Linked DNA regions of Zea mays: region 1 is linked to region 2. A link is a contact called in public Hi-C data. All regions are on one chromosome and are shown on one strand. Each heading gives the region's core, a stretch centred on a gene start, on an enhancer-like site or on the middle of the called end of the contact. The rest is flanking DNA. Distances are from core to core; before and after follow the strand shown.

Region 1 (6,910 bases), core at 929-3,428, 140 kb after region 2:
AATGAAGAATATATGTCTATCTATGCTTCGTTCTTGTGAAGGTGGGATAAAAGATCAAACTGTTTATTGATCAAAATTAAGGTTTGAAACTTAGGTAATTAACTTTTTCTACTTAACCCAAGAAGAAATTGGATTGATTTTTGGGAAATCGAATTCAGTTAAGATAGGGGAAATTAAGATAGCAATTTCTGAGCCGTATGAGGTAGGAAACTCTTAAGTACGGTTCTAGGGAAAGGAACTGTCTATTCCAACCGAGGAGAACATGCCACTCTACAGGGCGATTCAGGAATTGCGGAAGCATGGTTTGATCAAGCTGTTGAGTACTGGAAACAAGCTATAGCGCTTACTCCAGGAAATTATATTGAAGCACATAACTGGTTAAAGATTACAAAGCACTTTGAATTTGAATAAGACCACTCTCCATCATCATAAAAAGGTGGTTTGGTTGAAAATCAAATCAAGAATTTCATTGTATCCCTTTCTTCTACCTTCAATTTTATATCATATTTCATAAGGATAAACCATAGGGATAGGCTCTAGAACAGAAGCAATAAAGTACATAAAAATCAACAATCTAAATATTCCTACCTAATATATCAGGACAATCTTATTAATAATTCTAATGAGTTGTCTTGGAATTTTGAATCGAATAAAAAAATCTATATTATGCTCACTCAAGGAAAGTAGATGTAGATATGGGCTTATACCCTAAAAAAATACACCAACTTTTTAAATTAAAACATAAAAAAGATTTTTTGTTATGTTGGGAAATAATTTTCTAGAATAACCAATGTCCGTTAGGCACCTAATCCTTATGTCATAGTAGATCCGAACACTTACCTCAGATTGACTTCAATATATAATTGTTGCAGTGAATAACTAAAAAATATTCACTAAAAAATAGAGGGACGATAGATAGTAAAGAAAAGGACTAATTATAATATCTATTTTTTAAAATTTCAATAAAAAGACAGTTGGCGGGTCTCTTTGTATGTCTTGTCCGGAAAGAGGACTTAATGATTATTCGTTCATAGGAACCATAAGTTAAAATTGTTGTGGATAGGGATCCTATAAAAACATCTTTTGAGGAATGGACCAGATCCGAGCATTTCTCAAGGACAATAGCTAAGAGCCACGATACTACCACTTGGATCTGGAACCTACACGCTGATGCTCATGATTTTGATAGTTATACCGGTGATTTGGAGATCTCCCGAAAAGTTTGTAGTGCTCCAATATCTTTCTTTTGTTGAGTGGCATGTACTCATATTGGACCCCAGTGCTCAGGTAGTGTGGCCAATAGTAGGACAAGAAATTTTGAATGATGATGTAGGCGGGGGTTTTTTGAGGAATCCAAATAATCTCTGTTTTTTCCAGATTTAGCGAGCATCCGGAATAACTAGTGAATTTCAACTCTATTGTACCGTAATTGGTGCATTGATTTTTGTATCCTTAATGCTTTTTGCCGGTCCCAAATTGGCCTGGTTTCAAGACGTAGAATCCATATTGAATCACCACTTCGTTTACACCAATCCAGCTCTGGATTAGCATGAATTGGAATTAAATCCATAACCCAAAATAATCCAAGACTACTTAAATTTTTTTATTAGGTTATACCCATCATAGAATATAACCCAATGAGTTTGGGAATTTTTTAAACTATAGAAGACATGTATTCTATCCATTGCTCATTAGGTATGGAACAAATCCATGAAGATATTGCACACGTTTGCATTAGAATCTATGGATCAAAAGAATAACTAGCTTTGAGAGATACATGTATTAATTGATGAATTTAATCTGACCATGCTATTGAGTGTGAGATATGAATTTAACTAATCCATATCTGAATTAAATCCACGGTAGGATTTCATCCCGTGTAACCGAGGACTTGGGTCTGTTATTTTCGGCGGGACACATTACCGATTAACATTTTCTGAAGGCTGGGGACCTGGGGTTGATCTAAAGAGATACCACTTTTCGGGAGTACCGAGTTTTTTTTGTTCACATTAGAGCGCTGCAAAACAAAAGGCTTTCGTGTGCCCTCCGGTCCGGCCGCCTTCTCCGCGCGCGCTAGGAGTAATAAACGGAAGGCACCAATCTCGGAGGCAACGGCCCAGACGCGCAAGCGGAAGAAAGGGGGAGCGCAACATTCGCGGCCGCGGGGAGGGAGAGAGACAAGGGGGGCGGTCACACACACGCGGACCGCGCGAGCTAGCGAGCGAGCGAGATCCCCCTCTCGCGCTGCTGGATCCGATCTGACCTGACCTTACCTCGTCGCCGCCAGCCGTGAGAGAGAGAAGAGGAAGAGGAGGAGGAGGCGGAGATGGCACCGGTGTCGGCGCTCGCCAAGTACAAGCTCGTCTTCCTGGGGGACCAGTCCGTCGGCAAGACCAGCATCATCACCCGCTTCATGTACGATAAGTTCGACAACACTTACCAGGTACGACGGCCCGCACGCCTCTCCGATCCCGATCGATCCCTCGCGTGCTGTTCGTGTTATCTTCCCGCGTCGGGGTTGGGTTTGTGGGTTGGATCCAATCGGGTGGGCCAGATCCAGCGCAGGCGGTTCGATAGGTCGATGTGATCCGGGGCAGGGTGATCCATCCTGCGCTCGATTGGATCAGGGCGCATGGGCAAGGAAGATGGGTTGCCTTATTTGTACTTCTACTATCGTTGCAATTACATGCGAGACGAATTGTCCGTACTGTTCGTAAAAGGTGGTTGTAACTTGTGACTACCTATTACGTGTGAGGCGCACCGTTATAATTTGGGCTTGCCGCACCCATTGGTGATGGTATATTGGTATGATTCCCTGATTGGATCACAGGTCCTTGACATTGTTCTCTGGGATGTCCGAGCCCAAATCTTTTGTGTATTGAGAGTTTTGGACAGAGATTGTGATGTGAATAGCCTGCACCTGAATTCTCGTCCTGGTAATGTAAGGACAAAGTATTTTTCTGTATTAATAGGATGCTACTTTGACGAAAGACTTCTGTCATATCTATGGGCTTGGCACTTTACAGTAAGCACTAGCGTAGCAACACAATCTTTTTTTAGTCACTATATATGATCTGGAAATCTTAAGAAATGTAAGTCACAGGGTTTTGACTGCTTCTTTGCATGTGTTTTGTGGTGTACTGTGTTGGTCGTTTGAGTGATTATTTTGAGCACTCAACCTCAATGGGGTAAGACAACCCTGTGTGTTGTATTAAGAAGACCTTGTCACGGAGGTCGAGAAAACCCTGCCCCACCCATGCACAGCTGCCCCCTAGCCTACATGAGAACGATTGCGACTAGAGCTGGGACTTACTGTGATTTGTCGTGGGACGGACGAGGTTTTTTTAACCCCAGACCACCTAACCAACCCAAATAGAAGTTGTTTCACTTATTTTGAGTACTCAGCTGACAATTACTATTATAGTATTATTTTGAGTTAATTTATGTAATTTTTGGCTTGTTGTACAGTAATGCTGGTTAGTCTATTCAGGTTTGCTCAAAGTTGTTTTCTCTGGTATGCAGGCTACAATTGGTATTGATTTCCTGTCAAAGACAATGTACCTTGAAGATAGAACTGTGAGACTCCAACTCTGGTATAATTACTACTACTGCATCCGTTAGCCTGTATGGCCCCATTGTGATCTACGGACCGTTGACCTTATGCATGTGTTGTTTTCTTTGCAGGGATACAGCTGGTCAGGAAAGGTTCAGGAGTTTAATTCCAAGCTATATCAGAGACTCTTCAGTTGCTGTCATTGTATTCGATGTTGCAAGTAATCTCTCTCTGTCTCTCTCGCACACACAAACACACATTCTTTAGGAAAAAAAATGGTATCAGATGCACATCAGTAGCAACAATGACTAGGAAGTTTTATCTTTTAAGGATTAAGGACATAAATTTTTACTATTTTATTCTTACCTTTATTTGTTTCATGTTGTAGGCAGGCAGTCTTTCTTAAATACATCCAAGTGGATAGATGAAGTTCGCACTGAGAGGGGCAGTGATGTTATCATTGTGCTTGTTGGGAACAAAACTGACCTTGTTGACAAGAGGTTGGTGGTGTTTGCTCTTTCCTGATTTCTGTAGTTTTGTTGGTTGCTCTATGTATATTTTGTTTGGCTTTAAATTCTTTGGTCTCTCTCATGTCAAGTATAATTCTCCAGATATTTTATGTGCCATATATTATTGTTAAAATTGGCAGTTTAGTTTTCCCAAATACATACCAAGCAAAAAATAACTTAAAATTATCTGGATCACATTTCCTAGGAATTTTTAGGTGGATATCATTCTAAACTTTGTGATTCAGAAGAATCCTATCTGCTGGTTGCTGAGTATATCAAGTGGGACCTAGGTCCAGGACTCAATCTCAGCGTGAGCGAGGCATATGGAGCGTTCATCTGAAGCACATATCTTGGGTTGGCATTTAGCAAAAAGCTGGGAGCTTTGCTTTCTTCCTAGATTTACTTAGCATATGCTATATATTTTACTCAATGTGTATGAGTGTGTTTGTTTTTGTTGCCTGTTTTTCTCAGTAGAACTGGAATCTGACATCTATTGGTATACCAGACTTTCTAGGTCTTCTATCTTTAAGTGATTATTTCCAGCTTAGCTAAATTAACTGGATTATCACTTATCTTGTAGAATCAGTTCACTTTGAGGTATTTATGTAATTTGGAGAAGTATGTCGCTCTTATATTCTTGCTAAAATTCTGTTGCATCTCATGGAACAGGCAAGTCTCGATAGAGGAAGGAGAAGGCAAGGCAAAGGACCTTGGTGTCATGTTTATTGAAACCAGTGCTAAAGCTGGGTTTAACATTAAGGTATGCTTCAGAAATATAAACTGCTTGCTTGTCTCATTTCATAAGTTGGGTTCATATTGAACATGCTTCTAAAAAAAGGGCAAATCTAGTGCCAGGGGCTTCCACATGAGGGCTTGTTCGGTTATGCCAATCCAGAAGGGCCCCTTCTGGATTGGCGTAACCGAACAAGCATTGAGTAGGATCTAAGGAAGGAATAAACCGAGATAAGCCTCCCCTACAAATGTGGAGAGGCTGTTTCGAACCCGTGACCTTGTGTCTCGGTGAGGCAGCTCTCACAATTGTTCCAGTCCTGCCAAATGAGTAGGGTCTGGAAAAGGGATAACATGCAATTTTTTCCTCTAAAATTCATAGTAGTATGCCTTTTCTTAGGGAAGGACCTTTATTTTTCTGCATGTCTGTATGTCTTTATATGTCAACATATTTTTTTCGTTTTGCACTGACCAACTTGTGAGCAGGCGCTGTTCCGTAAAATTGCTGCTGCCCTTCCTGGTATGGAGACACTCTCATCAGCGAAGCAGGAAGACATGGTTGATGTGAACTTGAGGTCTGGCAATGCAAACTCGTCCCAGTCTCAGGCTCAGGCTGGGGGATGCAGTTGTTAGTTGCAGTCTCTGACACTTGCTGCTCATGATCTCTGAGACCCTGAGCATCAGAACGCGTTACCACTGATGCTTCTCTCGGGAAGGAGAGTTGATCGGCATTGAACACGCACACGCTATAGTTTTTACCCGGTGAATGGACCATTTGCATTGGAACGATACGTTTGAGTTCTCTAGTGTTATTTCCAGTGGCCTAAGCTAGCAACAGTGTATAGTTGGGTTGGCACTGCAAACTTCTACCGTTCGAGTTGGGTATTAGAGCTAGTTATTGGTTCATGTTGAACTTATATTATTTTCTATCTTGCTGCAGTTATGTTTGCTATGTGTACCAAACATGTATTGGAATTTTTGTAAGCTATAATATGGCCAGCACAGCAGTAGCCTCACATGATACCCCTTGAATCTGTATCGTTCAAACCGTGGTATCCTAAATTTATATCGTTCAAACCTTTTGCCTTTTGCTTTTGAGGGTGTGTTTGGTTTGTCCAAACCTCGCGCTCCTCCTCCGGACTCTCCCCAGTCCCCACTCCGTCTCAACCCCCCCCCCCCCTCCCTCCCTCCCTCCCTCCCTCCTTGTCGCGCCCAGCCGGCCTCCGGTCCTTCTTCCCGGTTCCTGGTTGCCGCCTCGGAACGCATGGCGTTGCACTTGCAGAGCCCGAGTTCCTTCCCCTACAGGAGGAGGACACCCGGTTCGTCGTGGTAACCTTCTACAAATTCGTGCCCCTCGACGACCCCCACGCCGAGTTCGCCAGACACCTCATCTTCCTCCAGGTTCTTCTTTCCTTCCTGCTCGCCTTCGCTTTCGTACAGTACTATCGTGTCTCTTCTTCTCTACCCAATTTACCACTACCGTGTGTTCTGTCGTGTTACCGTGTTTCGTACAGTACTATCGTGTTTCTGTCGGGACTCGGGAAGCTCAAGAGAGCGACCACCGCACTGGAGGCCGAAGGGAAGGGACGAGATCGTTGAATCGCAGGTGGACGGCTAGGATTGGTCGCCTGAGGCGAGGTCAAAATCTCTAGCCTCTACATATTCTTGTCGTCTCATGGATCTAGCCTACCGTTTGGTGTCTGGTGATGGGATTCTAGGATCAATTCTATTTTGTAGGGTTTCATCGATTCATGTGTTACATATGTGATCTAGGAAAATTGATGTTTTATGTTTCTCAGTCAAGAATAATACTGGTACTAATAATGTAGGTCTTGTGTGGGATGCATTTCAAAACATTTCTGGTTTTTTTTCTATCTACAGAAGGATGAGTGAAGAGGATAAGGCTGCTACTTCTGCTGAGCACCGAAGAGGGCCCCTAAGCTCAATTAAAGGATCCTCTCTTCTCTGTCCAGGAGGTCCGTAGCTGCTCATCTTTGGCATGAGCATGATCTTGAGATCGGTAAGTTGGCACAACTATCCTTTCTTGCTCTTCTAACTCTGTCAAATAAGCATACACAGGTCCTGATGCTCCTGTTGTATTCAATGTTGTAAGTACCAT
Region 2 (6,646 bases), core at 2,556-5,055:
TCGTCCACCTGCACGTCGGGGGACGTCAGCACCAGGTACGCCCCGCTGTAGGGGTCCAGCGGCAGCGGGTCCGGGTACGCGTACACCGCCGACCGGATCACGGACTGCACGTCGATGCGCCGGAGCGACGCGCCGTGGGAGTACCCGGCGTCGGAGTGCTCCCCGGCGACGGCGAAGGCGCCCGTCACGTTGGCGCCCGTCTGGTCCGCGTACATCCGCGGCGTGCGCGCCCACCAGTCGGAGACGGCCGGGAACGGGGCCGGGGCCGAGAGCGAGGCGAGGAAGTCCCGGAGCACGGCCTGCGCCGCGGCCTCCCACCGCCCGTACCAGATGAGGTAGAGGTTGGTCGGCGTCCCGGACACGACGGGGCCCATGTGGTACTGCATGTCCACCAGCTGGTTCCCGTCCACCAGGTAGTCCGCGCGGTACACCGGCGCGCCCCGGACGGCCGCGAGGCTGCTGCTGGAGATGCAGATCGCCGCGGCGAGGAGGAGGAGGGGGGAAGGGTGGCGAGGGAGCAGCTTCCCCATTTCGGTGGGCTGCGTGGACTGTGGTGGAGTGGAGTGAAGGCTGAAGTGCTGAACTAGTGAAGTGACCGAACTGGCCAGCTGGGTTTTTGTTGCCTTTTCAGACTGAACGACCATGACGCCTTTTACCTAAGAATAGAAAAACAACGAGTTTCGGGTACAAGTAATATATAGAGCACCTACAATCCATATAAATTTGTAGAGAATAAGTAAAAAATACTGTCCGGCACATCTTTAACACAGTTGTCTAGTTCTAAGAAACATTTTTACATAGAAAGTGAGACCAAATTGAAAGGTAAGAAACATTTATACATATATGCTACTAACGATCAATGACATATAAAGGTAAGAGGTTCCTCTAATTGGTATAGAAAAGATTAGAATATTTATTTATGATAACAAATAATTTATTGAACAAAATTACAGTGACAAATATTTTTTTCCCCAAACTCTTAAAAGTGAGACCAAATTGACAAGACTCGGACTCTCACTAGCATGCTTTGATCCGTAAAAATTCTACGGTGACCCCCCAACTCATGGTTTAAACATAGCTTACCTTATCTTGTTTCTCTAGTACTATAATACAAGAGATTAAACCAAGTGAGAGGAACCAATCTGAACCAGTGCGACTAGCTGTGGTAGGAGGACCAGGACCAGGACCGACCTTCTTGATGTTTGTCACGGACGATGTCAACGGTTGCGCGCAGCTCAAGGCTGCACTAACTCGTTGTAGAACCAATGCGGCTGACGCGTGGGCCATCGTGGCCGCGGCGGCGAGGAGATATTCATTGCTGTCGTCGCGCGCGTCTGGCCAAACCCAGAGTTCTTCAGGGAGCACAATCCCAGAGCAGGGGATAACTAGACGTAGAGAGAGACACGGAGAGACACATGAGGCCTGCAGTTGAAAAACATTTTTGCATCATTCCATACACCTCTACTGCCGGAGTGTACTATTCTTTCACTCTCTGTCTCTCTCATCACTGCATCTACACCCGTGCACGCTACAGTCAATGAATTTGCTTCCGCAAGTGAAAGCGTGATGCCAAAGCGATTTCGAGTTTTTAGCATTCTCGAGAAAGGGAAAACAATATTTAATTAACTACTAGTGCTGCAAGCTGTTTTTTTTTTCAATCACATCTCAGAGGAGACAGTAATGGCATCATGGCATGGACAGGGTGCGCCATCGCACACGCCACTGATTACTACTCCATCCCGTCTCCCTTCTAAGTTATATAGAAGATCATTTGATATTATTTATATAGTGAAGTTTAAATATAAGATTAGATAGAAAATAATATAGATGATATATTAGAGATAGTTTAACGTTGTATTTACAATGCATTTAGTTGCAACGAAGCTCTAGATAGTTAACAATAAAAAAATCTGAATGGTAAGAAACTAATGTGCTCTCTCTGTCCTAATTTATAATTCGTTTGATTTTTTTGTCAGATTTGACCGGCTTATCTTATTAAAAAATTTATGAAAAAAATGAAAATTCAACATCATACTTAAAATATATTATATAGTAAACGATATCCCAATAAAAAGTAACAGTAATTATGAGCCCTATGAATATTTTTATCTTCCTTCGCACGTAGCTCTAATGATACTCAGATTAACCAGATTATCAGAAAAGCTGGTTAGAAAAAACTAACCAAACAAGCCCATAATTGCCTGTTCCACCTTCCATCAATCACAGTGCTAGCTGCAACATTTATGATTTAATGGCTACTTTAATCGCTTGTTCTAAATAGGAGTAACTAAATTTTAATCAGTTATTTTTAGTCACTTTGGTTTAACCCCATGATCTAAACAGGCCCGGAGTATAGTGTACCGGAGCAGGCTCGACGGCACCAACTCGACGATCGAAGCGAAGACGAAGCAAGTGGCTGAGCTCAGCCTTGGGATGCAGCGGAGCCAGCTGTTGTGTTCCTGCACAAGGACAGAGCAAACCAATGGGTTCAGGCTGTCCGCAGTCGCATTTCAGAAGGCAACTCTAAAGCTATAAAATAATCGTATAGAGTAAAAATATGCTGCAGTGGTGTACTGGAAAGCTAACTCTAAATTTGCATGTAACTTGGAGAACCCTAAATACAGCGTACGCTTCCATCCAACTCGAAAATCTCTCTCCTCGCATGGGTGGCCTGTCCGTAGCAGCATGGCCAAGGTGGGACCGCGGAAGGCAGTTGGGTACTTGGGTGTGGATAGAAAAGTGATGGAAATAAATAATAAAATATGTGGTAGTTGGTATAGGGTAGATATATAGAGTAATTGTGACCGCGGAGAATTGTTGGATAGAGTAAAAAACCTTGCTGACCAGGATGGAATATTCCTTTTAGGGTAGATAAATAGGGTAGTATGAGTGCGGATAGCCTCATGTTCTTCGCCAGGCACCAGGCTCAGAGATATTCAACTTGCTGGATCACAGCTTACTTACCAGGGTATGACGTTGCTGAACAACAGATAAGCAGCAGACTACATCAGAGTTCAGATGAGGGCATACTGTTTAACGAGGGATATAAAGGTAAGCACCAGCAGCAGATGATATTCGAAAAATTGAGATCGGTTCAGGGGCATCTGTCCCTTATACATGCATGGTTCGGATAAAACTATCGGGAGCAGCAAATATCCATGGAAGAAAGATAAATCAAGGTATGATTATGTAGACCTCGTTATCTACTACCATAGCAAAGCATGAATAACTGGATAGTTAAAGTGCAGAAGAACACAAATCATGAAGGTGAAACGTCACAAAAACTCTCACCAATACACACTAATTTCCTACTCACTTTTCTTCTAACAAAAAAAAATCCCTAAAAGCTGATTTGGTGGATAGAAATCACGAATAGCAAAAGGATCCATCCCTATGAATCCACTCGGGATCTCTATCCACCGAATTAGCCCCAAGACTACTAGTAGGTAACGGGAACCATCATGTGATCATGTCAGGACATGTGCCCTATTTGTACTTTTTTTTATTATATACTTTGATCGTGTTATATGATATTGACAATACATAATAAGCTTAAAACAATTATACATAGGTAATTTAGAGATTAAAGGTGTGTTTGTACTCTTTTTAATTTCTATTATATACAATTTTAATACTGACAATAACGTTATCAAGTCTGGTAATATCATCATCAAGTCTACTTAACTTGGAAACTATATTTTTTTAAGGAAAAATAAACTAATTTAACTTGTAAAAATGAAAACCCCGTGGAAAAACGAGGTTCCTAAACTAGCCCTTAACTTGAGTCTCTTTCTTTTTTTTCTCCAGTAGAAAGAAGAACTCAATGAAAATCCGGGGAGCGACGAGCGAGCGACTCACCCATCAGGCCATGACCACGTCGCAGACCAACTCGGTCGCCCCCGTGGGCCGTGGGAGGCTCAACCGCACACATTAACCCACACCGGCCGCCTCCGCAGGCGATCCCTCCACCCCACAGGTTCCCTTCTCCCTCCTCCTTCCTCCAAACCCTGGCGCAAACCCTAATGTCCACCGCCGGGGACCCTTCCCGCCTCTCCGGCGAGTCCTCGCCGTCGTCCTCCACGTCCTCCGGCTCCTCCTCCCACTCCTCTGGCGCCGCCGATGCCGCCGCCACCAACCTCGCCCTGACAGCACCAACCTCCGCCCTCGCCGATGACACAGACGCCGATGCCCCCACCTCCCCGCGCGTGGGGACGTACTTTGAGACCGAGGACGACGCGTACGAGTTCTACAAGGCCTACGCGGCCCGTCTCGGCTTCGTCGTCCGCAAGTCCAACAAGTCCAAGAACTCACGGCACACCGTCACCCGCCGCCTCTTCGTCTGCTCCAAGCAGGGCTTCCGCCAGGAGCCCAAGAAGCCCCAGGACGAAACCGCAGGCTCCGGAGTCGCGTCCTCGCCCTCGCTGTCGCTGGTGCCTGCGCCTCGGTGCCCGGACTCGCGCACAGGCTGCCTAGCGTCGCTCACCATCAAGCTCATTCCTTCCGCAAACGCCTTCCGTGTTACTGACTTCGTCGCCGATCACAACCACCCGCTCGCCTCTTCCTCGCCCGCTGTGTCACTAGCCTTGCTGTCGCCGAGCTCTTCACACCACAGCATTGTAGCAGTGGCCAGCTTGCCGGACCCAAGGGATGGGCCGCGGGCCGATATGCATTTTGAGACAGAGGAGGATGCATATGTCTTCTATAACAGATATGCCGAACATGTAGGCTTCAGTGTACGGCGCTCCTACAAGAAGCGGAAGCGAGGGATGATAGTGTCGCGTATTTTTGTTTGTTCTCGCGAGGGTGTCAGTGACCGCACCAAGCAAGAGGGTGGAGCCATAGTCATTGCAAATGGTGGTGCAGGGTCAGCAGGCACACCTAGGCCAGGTCCGCCGCCAACACGGACCGGATGTCAGGCAAGAATGGTGATAAAGATCACCCCCTGCCGAACATACCGTGTAGCAAAGTTTTTTCCAGAGCATAACCATCCTCTGGCCAATCCAGACAGCGTGCATAAGCTGCGGTCTCATAAAATGAGAGCCCGTGCACATGAGCTTGGAGCAGGGGAAATGCATCGAAGGAAGCAAGGGAAGGGTGTGCAGCTTGGGGATGTTGGCGCAGCATTGCAATACTTGGAGGAGTTGCAGGTAGAAAATCCTTCAGTTTATTACGCGGTAGGAGTGGGGCCTGATGGGAAATCCGCTGTGAATTTCTTCTGGGCTGATGCAAAATCAATAATTGACTACAGGAGTTTTGGGGATGTTGTTTGCTTTGATACAACATATGCATTGAACATTTATGGACGGCCATTTGCACTCTTTGTTGGTGTTGACAACCATAAGCAGTTACTTGTGTTTGGCGCAGCACTGCTCTATGATGAGAGCATTCAGTCGCTGAAATGGGTATTTGAGGTGTTTGCTGATGCCATGCATGCTAGGCACCCACAAACTATTTTGATTGATGAACGTCCTGAGTGTGCCATTGCAGCAGCAGAGGTGTGGCCTGGCACCAATCACTGCACAGGGGTGTGGCATATCTACCATAATTCAAAGAGGCACTTGAAGCAGGTGTTTGAAAGCTCAAAAAGTTTCAGCAATGCTTTGAACCATTGTCTCTTTGAATGTGAGGATGAGATTGAGTTCTTGTCAGCATGGGAAAAGCTAGTTGAGAAACATGACATTGGTGAGAGTGAGTGGCTCAGCAGACTTTACCTGGAGAAAGAAAAATGGGCTTTACCTTATCAGAGAACCATGTTTTCTGCTGATATACTCTCAACCCTTCGTAAGGATAACATGATTAATGAACTAAGACGAGACCTCAGTGAGCAAGAAGATATCCTGCAGTTCTTCAGGCGTTATGAGTCTATTCTGGAAGAGCATCGATCAAAGAAATTGCATGCTGATGTTGATGGCAGCCAGGTTACTCTGCCTATCCCATCGTTGCGAATGCTAAAACAATCATCAAATGCTTATACACCTGAAGCTTTCAAGATGTTCCAGGGAGAGTTTGAGGCTTACATGAATTGCATGTCCTTCCCCTGCGGTGTGGTTGGCACGATCTCTGAGTACAAGATTGTGCTTGATGAGAAGCCATCAGAGAGTTTTGTCAAATTTGATGCACTAGATGGCTCGACCACTTGCAGCTGCAAGAAGTTTGAAGCTGTTGGGATTCAATGCTGTCATGTACTGAAAGTGCTGGATCTCAAGAATATCAAAGAACTTCCAGAACAATATATTTTGAAGAGATGGAGGAAAGATGCTCGTTCTGTTCAAATTGGGGAGGAACCTACCTATGGGTCTGGCAGTGTCATGCGATCAACCTCAGAAGCTCGATTCAGTAACATGTGTCGGTTGGCTAGCTTGATTGCTTCAAGAGCTGCCAAATCCGAGGATGTGATGTCATACATCGAAAGTCAGTCAAATGCTATTCAGAAACATCTGGATGATATTCTACACACAAGCTATCCTGATATGGGAAATCACACTGTTGCTTCAAGTAGTCAAGCAATTTCCTTTGTAGGCACCCAACATCCTGACCATTCCACACCAGTAGTGGTTGCACAGACAACAAATGGTATATACTCTATAATGTTCGAGTATTTCCAACATATCATCATTTTTACCGCTTTATTGAATTTCACATGGGT

Evidence for each region. Hi-C and Micro-C count contacts between places; a contact is called where the count stands out from the background.
Region 1: a Hi-C map of leaf shows a contact between it and region 2, with 7 times the contacts expected there. The contact joins the promoter of LOC100274535 here to the promoter of LOC103633192 in region 2. A contact is called at or near these places in 7 of 25 Hi-C or Micro-C datasets (ear and leaf).

What each region holds. Positions count from the first base shown.
Region 1 is chr7:159,340,670-159,347,579 of Zm-B73-REFERENCE-NAM-5.0, forward strand. LOC100274535 (Ras-related protein RABH1b) reads left to right here and starts at 2,179. Exons shown (of 6, transcript NM_001148891.1): 1 at 2,179-2,443; 2 at 3,523-3,593; 3 at 3,685-3,773; 4 at 3,942-4,053; 5 at 4,732-4,822; 6 at 5,278-5,835. The coding sequence starts at 2,327. The coding sequence ends at 5,424. LOC109940850 (a long non-coding RNA gene) reads left to right here and starts at 5,989. Exons shown (of 4, transcript XR_002263554.3): 1 at 5,989-6,192; 2 at 6,306-6,429; 3 at 6,673-6,811. It also overlaps the pseudogene LOC118473039.
Region 2 is chr7:159,198,802-159,205,447 of Zm-B73-REFERENCE-NAM-5.0, forward strand. LOC103633192 (protein FAR1-RELATED SEQUENCE 5) reads left to right here and starts at 3,806. Exons shown (of 3, transcript XM_008654877.3): 1 at 3,806-6,573. The coding sequence starts at 4,023. It overlaps LOC100284685 (PHI-1), which reads right to left and starts at 588. Exons shown (of 1, transcript NM_001157580.2): 1 at 1-588. The coding sequence starts at 530.